Linked DNA regions of Gasterosteus aculeatus: region 1 is linked to region 2. Evidence: chromatin contacts called from public Hi-C data. All regions are on one chromosome and are shown on one strand. The core of a region is the stretch at or near the end of the contact, and the rest is flanking DNA. Distances in the headings are between cores, read along the strand shown. Region 1 has its middle 86 kb from the start of LOC144386378. Region 2 overlaps efna5b (ephrin-A5b).

What was found. A called contact is a pair of places that touch in the nucleus more often than the background predicts.
Region 1: a contact with region 2 is called in a Hi-C map of skeletal muscle, with 2.7 times the contacts expected there. The contact joins two enhancer-like sites. A contact is called at or near these places in 2 of 6 Hi-C or Micro-C datasets (both in skeletal muscle).

Annotation. Positions count from the first base shown.
Region 1 is chr13:7,238,229-7,241,557 of fGasAcu3.hap1.1, reverse strand. No RefSeq gene overlaps it. Among protein-coding and RNA genes, the nearest start is that of LOC144386378, 86 kb to the left of the region's middle. Within about 2 kb of position 1,492, at least 1 of the 9 cell types and tissues checked has open chromatin away from gene starts, as enhancers often do.
Region 2 is chr13:7,123,060-7,126,484 of fGasAcu3.hap1.1, reverse strand. All of the region lies in intron 1 of efna5b (ephrin-A5b), which reads right to left. Among protein-coding and RNA genes, the nearest start is that of efna5b, 15 kb to the right of the region's middle. Within about 2 kb of position 1,309, at least 1 of the 9 cell types and tissues checked has open chromatin away from gene starts, as enhancers often do.

The DNA.
Region 1 (3,329 bases), core at 243-2,742, 110 kb before region 2:
ATGAGCCAGAGTAAACTGGAGCCAGAGAGAACTGTTTAATAAATTAACTTCAAATGAGTCCCAATAAAAAGACTGATGTATTAAGTGAACAGTATTTAAACAACAAACAAAGAAAATAGACCATGTGAGACTAATCGGGAAAGCAAATGGTCACAAAATATAACAGAGCAACACTTCAAATCACAGCAAACAAATCAAATCACAGCAATTAAGACTCAAAACCACCACGATACAAGAAACGCATGTACGATGGGTCACTCAGTTCAACACAGCAGAAAGCCCCACAAGAAAACCAAGCATAAAAAGGCCCATGCAGTTGACTTATTAAAAAGCTTACCATATAATAGGTAAGTGAAAAAGTTAAGAGTCTTTCAAACATTTCATATTGCTCACGGACTCTTCCCCCAGTTGGAGCAGGTGATCGAGGTAATTGCCTCTCGGCAAGCAAGACTGATCACCAATGTATTAGTTTAATGTGATGGACTAAAAGACATTGAGTGTTAGGATCCTGTTTTCGGCAGGTAGAATGAAGCAGGGCTTACCCAATCAGCTGGCCTCAGGTGTGTTAATCAACCGGACGAAAGGCACAGGTGAGCTTTTAGCTTAACCGGGTCCTGATACTGGGCCGCCCTTTTACCTGCCTTGCCACATACGTATCTGGAACTGTGAAAACAACATGATTTTATCTCCTACCAACGGGGCAAAAAGGCCTTTGTCATTGTTCAGCTGCCCACAAAAAAACTGTTGCCTCCAGCAGCTCGTCCCGTGTTCATCACAAAATTGTTCACAACAAATCTGCCCGGGGGTGTCAGCGTAATTTCCAGGCCGTATACTAGGCCATATATTGCAATATGAATTCAGAATCACTGCAGTACACATAGGGTGGCTCTAAAGGGGGGCGGGGGGGGGTTCTGTTTTTTGTATTTACAGTGATTGATGTGAAAAAATGAAGTACATTTACTTACTTACTTCTAGCTGCTTATGATTAGACGCTAAATGAACATATCGAGCTTCAGCCGGCCACGTGTTTACGTAGGCTTATGATGTGCAAATTTAAATAAGACGAATTCCAGCAAGCCTCCTCTGCCACATGTGGCTCTTTGTCTCCACCATTAAACACGGAGCGGGACGCAGGTTGTCGGGGTCAACCTCTCTCCTGTTTGGCAGATTCAGAGCCCCAATGGAGAGCAAGCAAGCAGCCGATTTTGATCTTCCCTTCTGGAGAGCACCTGGGGTATTATATCCCCCCCTGACACACACACACACACACAAACACCACCCTGCATTGGAGGGAATGACAAGCTGATATAGACCTTTGACCTTTGCAGTGGAAGACTGAGTGGGAGAGCGTGTCAGTGTGTGTGTGTGTGCATGCATTCTTGGGTGGGATTGTATGTTTCACATGTGCATGGTCTAATATACACATACATACATATACATACATACATAATTGACAAAGTGAACAGAGTTTGAGTCATTATAGGAAGAACAATAAAGGCAGTTCTCACATTTACCGAGGACATGATTTCTGGCAGGCGGGTAATTTACAGCTCTCTATACAGCTTAGCTCAAGCTGTTTAAAATCCCTGTCCATTTGATTTAAACTAAAGGAGAATGACATTATTTAAAAACAATGTTATGGATTCCGGCAGGATGCACTCCTCTCTCTTCATCGGAAAACGTTGTTGTCTTTTTATAACACATCAACTACCTGAAATATTTGTGAGCATTGAAATGCCGTATATTGATATTGATTTCCACAGATATTCCCCCTTAAATATTTATGACTGTATAAACTCTTTAAGCCATAGAATGTTCTTTCTGCTAGTGCTTTTGTTTAGGTTCATCAGCAGACACATTGGCCAAACATCTTACAACCCTTTGAAGCGAAGACATCCATGGACTATGAATATAAATCAAGCATTAAGTGGAAAATATATGTACATATACATATTAATAAATACTGAACCACTCACAAACTATTCTTTGAACATAGATTATATGCGCTAGAAATACATATTGGAATCAGGACCGTATAGTGTTGTTTAAAATGAAACTTTTAAGTTAAATCTGATACAAATACCTTGTATCAGTGAAAACGTAATCATGACATTGAGCAACACTCGTGTCTTTTCTATTGTAATTTATTTCTAGTTACGAATTGTGTTTTTATTCAGTGCCAAGTGACAAATTCGGAGATAAAGAGTTAAAAGAAAATTGCCTCTTGGCTGCAGCGAGGGAAGTGTTATTAGAACAATAACAAGTATTTAGTTTTAGGCCCGTGGGTATCTCACTTTGAAAGACATAAAGAAGACGCCAATGTTTGTTTATTGCGAGACTTTCAGCAGACACCGTCATTTCTCACACATGTGTTTATGGGGGACATTCTATGCATGTGTACAGTATGTTTGAATAGTAACTTCATACAGACACTCCTCACCTCCCTTTACCAACACACACACACACACACACACACACACACACACACACACACACACACACACACACACACACACACACACAGACACAATTTAAGATGTAAGGCCAGAGATCTGGTCCAGGGTGAGAGAGCTTTAGCTGTTTGCTTGAGCCTTGACTCTGTTGGGTGGCAGGACGTGCCTCCCCTTTTCAAACAAACCATATCGCTTTTGGAAGTTTTACTTCCTTCTAAGATTCTAAGATTCTCACGATACTGAACAAAATGTATTCTTAGTAACATTTTCTGTGGTTGCGATTTGACAAACAGCAAGGTATAATAAGAAAATGTTTTTTTAATACCAAGTAACAAGGTAATGTACCCAAAAATAAGTCATACTATGTGCTTTAATGGTTGTTACTGGATCAAGGGTAAATCAAGAATCAAGAAGGGAAGGGATGTATTTTACATTGGTCCCAGAAGACACAGATAATTCATTGAAATAACTTAAGAACTGTGCACTATATATGAAGTGACTAATAAGGGCATACCATGACTAGACAGAACGAAAAGGCCTCCTTATATCATCTCCTTATATATTATTATTTGTTTAGAAGAGGCGGCAAATAATTACATTTAAAATAAATTGAATACTAATTCATCTCACATCCCAAACATCCAAAAAGTGCGTTTTGATCGCAGACACCGAGAGAGGAATACTGCTAATGTAAGGGCTTCCATAAGCTTGGTCACTATTGGCTTACCTCATTTGGCCCGAGATAGTGACTTAACAGAAAAGTAAAAAAATATTACTTAAATAAAACTCATGAAATTTAACTGATTATGACAGATTAGGTTTTTATATAATTAAAGTTTTATTGGAGAAGCACCAAGGTGTTGTTTTTTGACCCGT
Region 2 (3,425 bases), core at 60-2,559:
GGAGGGGGGGAGGCGGGGGAGAGGGGGAGGAGGGGGCTCTCTATTAACGTCGCAGTGAGACAAAAAGGGGTCTAATCCGTACAAATAGCGTCGCACCTCGGGCAAACTGAGCGGCGCTGTGGACCAACGACGTTAACGGCACAATTCCCACGTGATGTGTGACCGGGAATGTATTTCCCACAGGGGGAGCCACCATTGTTTCCACGCGTCAGAGCAGCAACGTGGTTTACTATAGATCGGGTTCATTATTGTACTTTTCCTTTAATTAAAATGTGTTTCTCAGTTGGGATTTCTAAAGAAGGAATTAGTTGCATAGAAAACAAATAACCGCAATCAAAAGCATTCTGGCCCTTCCAATTTAACTTTTTAATAAGATAAAGGCGAGTCTCTTAAGAATTTAAGCACCGCAAGAGATAAAAGACATTCATGGCAGAAGACGACTGCAAAAGCAGCTCAATGCAGCAAGTAGCCTGTAGGAAGAAAACAATAAAACAAATCAATGGTAAGCTTGTAAATGCTGCATTTTTAGTTTGAAAAGGAGAGTCTCAATCGGAAAGAACTCGGTAAGTCTGCGATTAACAGGCCCTCTATCACTTATTGATCCACATTTATTACCTTTAAATGCGGGTAATTGCGGAGAGTTTGGTGCAATCTCTGTCTGCATCTTTATAGAATGGCTCCAGTAGGTGTATGGGCCTTAAGTGCACTCGTAAATTGGTTTTATGAGTTTCTGAGACATATCGCTGCTAATGTTTCCACTCGGCGGTTTTATGGCCACATTGGACTCCGGTGAAAGATCCTTTCTAAAATATGGCAAAAGAGACTTTAGGAAAAAAAAAATGTATATATATATATATATAAATATATAGATACATGGAATGGATGTGGAGCCTTCATTTCAATAATAATAATAATAATAAATAAGTCCTTCCAAAAAAAACAAAAAACAAAATGCATATATTAATTAGTTTATTTGGTCATTATATTGGGGAAAATAATTTACTGATTAGAGGAGGTAGAATCACTAGAATCAAAAACAGTGAGTAGTACTTGTATCTGAGGGAGCATTTAGCACACACACACACACACACACACACACACACACACACACACACACACACACACACACACTGCGTACAACTCCCTGTCCTATTCTCCAGATGTTCTCTTTCACAGCTCCGTCAAAAGACTACCAGCATTCAGCCGCCTTTCTATTTTCCGTCATTCCCGTTCCACCTACTCGCACCATCCGATCCCGCCATCAAAGCAGGCCACTCTGCCAAACATGATCCCCGTCTGTTGTGTGTTGGTTTGGTGGCGGATTAAACAGTTTCCCACTAACTCTCTGATGTGGACCTTATCTCAGGTTTCTCTTGACACTGCCGGTGCTGTGGTGTTATTAGAAGCTAAAGGGCTTTGTTACGGAGCACAAAAGGCAGCGCTAGGCAGCAGTTAGTACGGCTTTGTTAAGGGTCAGAGAGGTGTTAAATAGACAACACCTGGGCTTGTGTTAACACCTTCACCTGAGGCTACATCCACACTTCGACGTTTCCCTCTCCAAAAACGCATGTGTTCGACCTCGTTTACATTGGGCGTCCGACGAAAAACGGATACGTTTGGAAATGCTCCCGAGGACGGATCGGTATGAAAACGCCGACATTCCGTCTTCACGTGGACGGTAGGAAGCGGATGAGTTAGGAAACGGACGCGGCCCGCACCCGCTACTGGGCTGCTTCTTAGCAGGCGTGATGTGGACGCAGATCTTTTTTGTGTGGACGTAGCCTGAGACATTCAAGGGAAGTATCAAACCTTATAGAAACTTTAAAAAAAAACAATACAGAAATGAGCCACGAGACAACTTCCTTTTTTTATTTCCAAGAGTGTATTGAGGAATATTCTAACGTTTGTTTCACACAATTTCCCAATAGAAGGCCACTCTCTATTATTGAAATGGAGCCAATCGCAGGCCTCCTCCAGAGGCTGCTGATTATCGATCATCGCGTGGTTGTAATGCGATGTCCTTGCCTCTCTTACCTGCCTGAGGAGGCACAGGAGACAACTGGATCAGGTCCAAGGGAAAACCAAACCCGCGAGTATGAATATACCGTGCCGATACCAGTCGCGAGTTCTCCTCTCATCCATCCCGTCGTTTGAAAGACATTTTTCCCTTTCAAAATCTGATTGACATCAATTATCAAAAGCATATTTGCCCACAGTGGAGCCTCGGAGTAACTTTGGGGGAGAAACAGACCACATTCTGGGCCGGCTCAGTGTCAGACCGTGTTACGCTGGATCCCCATCTCCTCTCCCTCCCGCCTCCTTTCATCCCCCTCTTATCCGCCTCTCCCCTAGACACGTCTGGCTGGTCTACACACGCGATCCTCACGCTAGCTGGACCTAAGCCCCCGTAAAGGCTAACACAAGCTCGGTGTAGAAACTCGTATTTGCGGCCCACCTCCATCCCTCTAAACCCCCCCCGCCACCCCACCAATCCCTCTCCTCCCTCCTCGTGCTGCCTGACTACACGTTCGCTTTGCATTACTTCTGCTATTCTAACTTTTCCACTCCTGAGCACTATCAATTATGCACTAGAATAACAGTGGGGCCAGGCTCTGCAGCGGGACATAAAGGCCGATTATGAGTGTGAATAATTCAGCCATCTTCGTGCCATGTTCCTCTTACCACTGATACAGCCAGGGAAGTCTTCGCTGCTAATGCACGGTGGCAAGCGCAATGCGACCTGGTCTTAATGTGAGGACAGCGCTCTACATTCCCAGAGAGAGGAGCGAGCGCAGAGCTGGAGAGGACATGAAAAGCATGGCTGCGTTGCATTATTAAAGCGACTGCGGACCAAATGTCACTCACATTGACAAGGCTGACACTGGCACGGACCGGCCGACTGACACCTGTCAATCGGTTAACAAGAAAAACGGGAATATATGGGGCCAAATTGATCATGGAACGCAGGTTATTCAACTTATGGTAATAAAAAAAAAAAGTTACGGAAAATGAATAAATGAGAGCAGACGAAGAGTCACATGGAGGAAATGTTGAACCAGACATCCTGGATGCTTTGGGTTCAGGTCATACGAGTCAGACAAGCGGAGAGCATTTCATCACATTCACGGTCAAAAACCTGCCTACCGTGACTTCATTTTTCATGAATTGCGTGCAGAGGTTCGCAACTCTACTTAGAGATCACAAACAGTAATGAATATTTCATCACTGCACCCACAGCACGCACTCTAATCCAACACCAGAAATACCATGCACCTCTTTTCCCACAGGCCAATAATCTACTTCTACTCCGTACTGACCACTGAAACATCTGCAAATTGTCAGGATTTTCCAAAGAAGGTAACATTTGTATTTTCTAAAGCCAAGCCAAAGTTGTGGAAACTATTAAATGCATTGGGATTGATTCG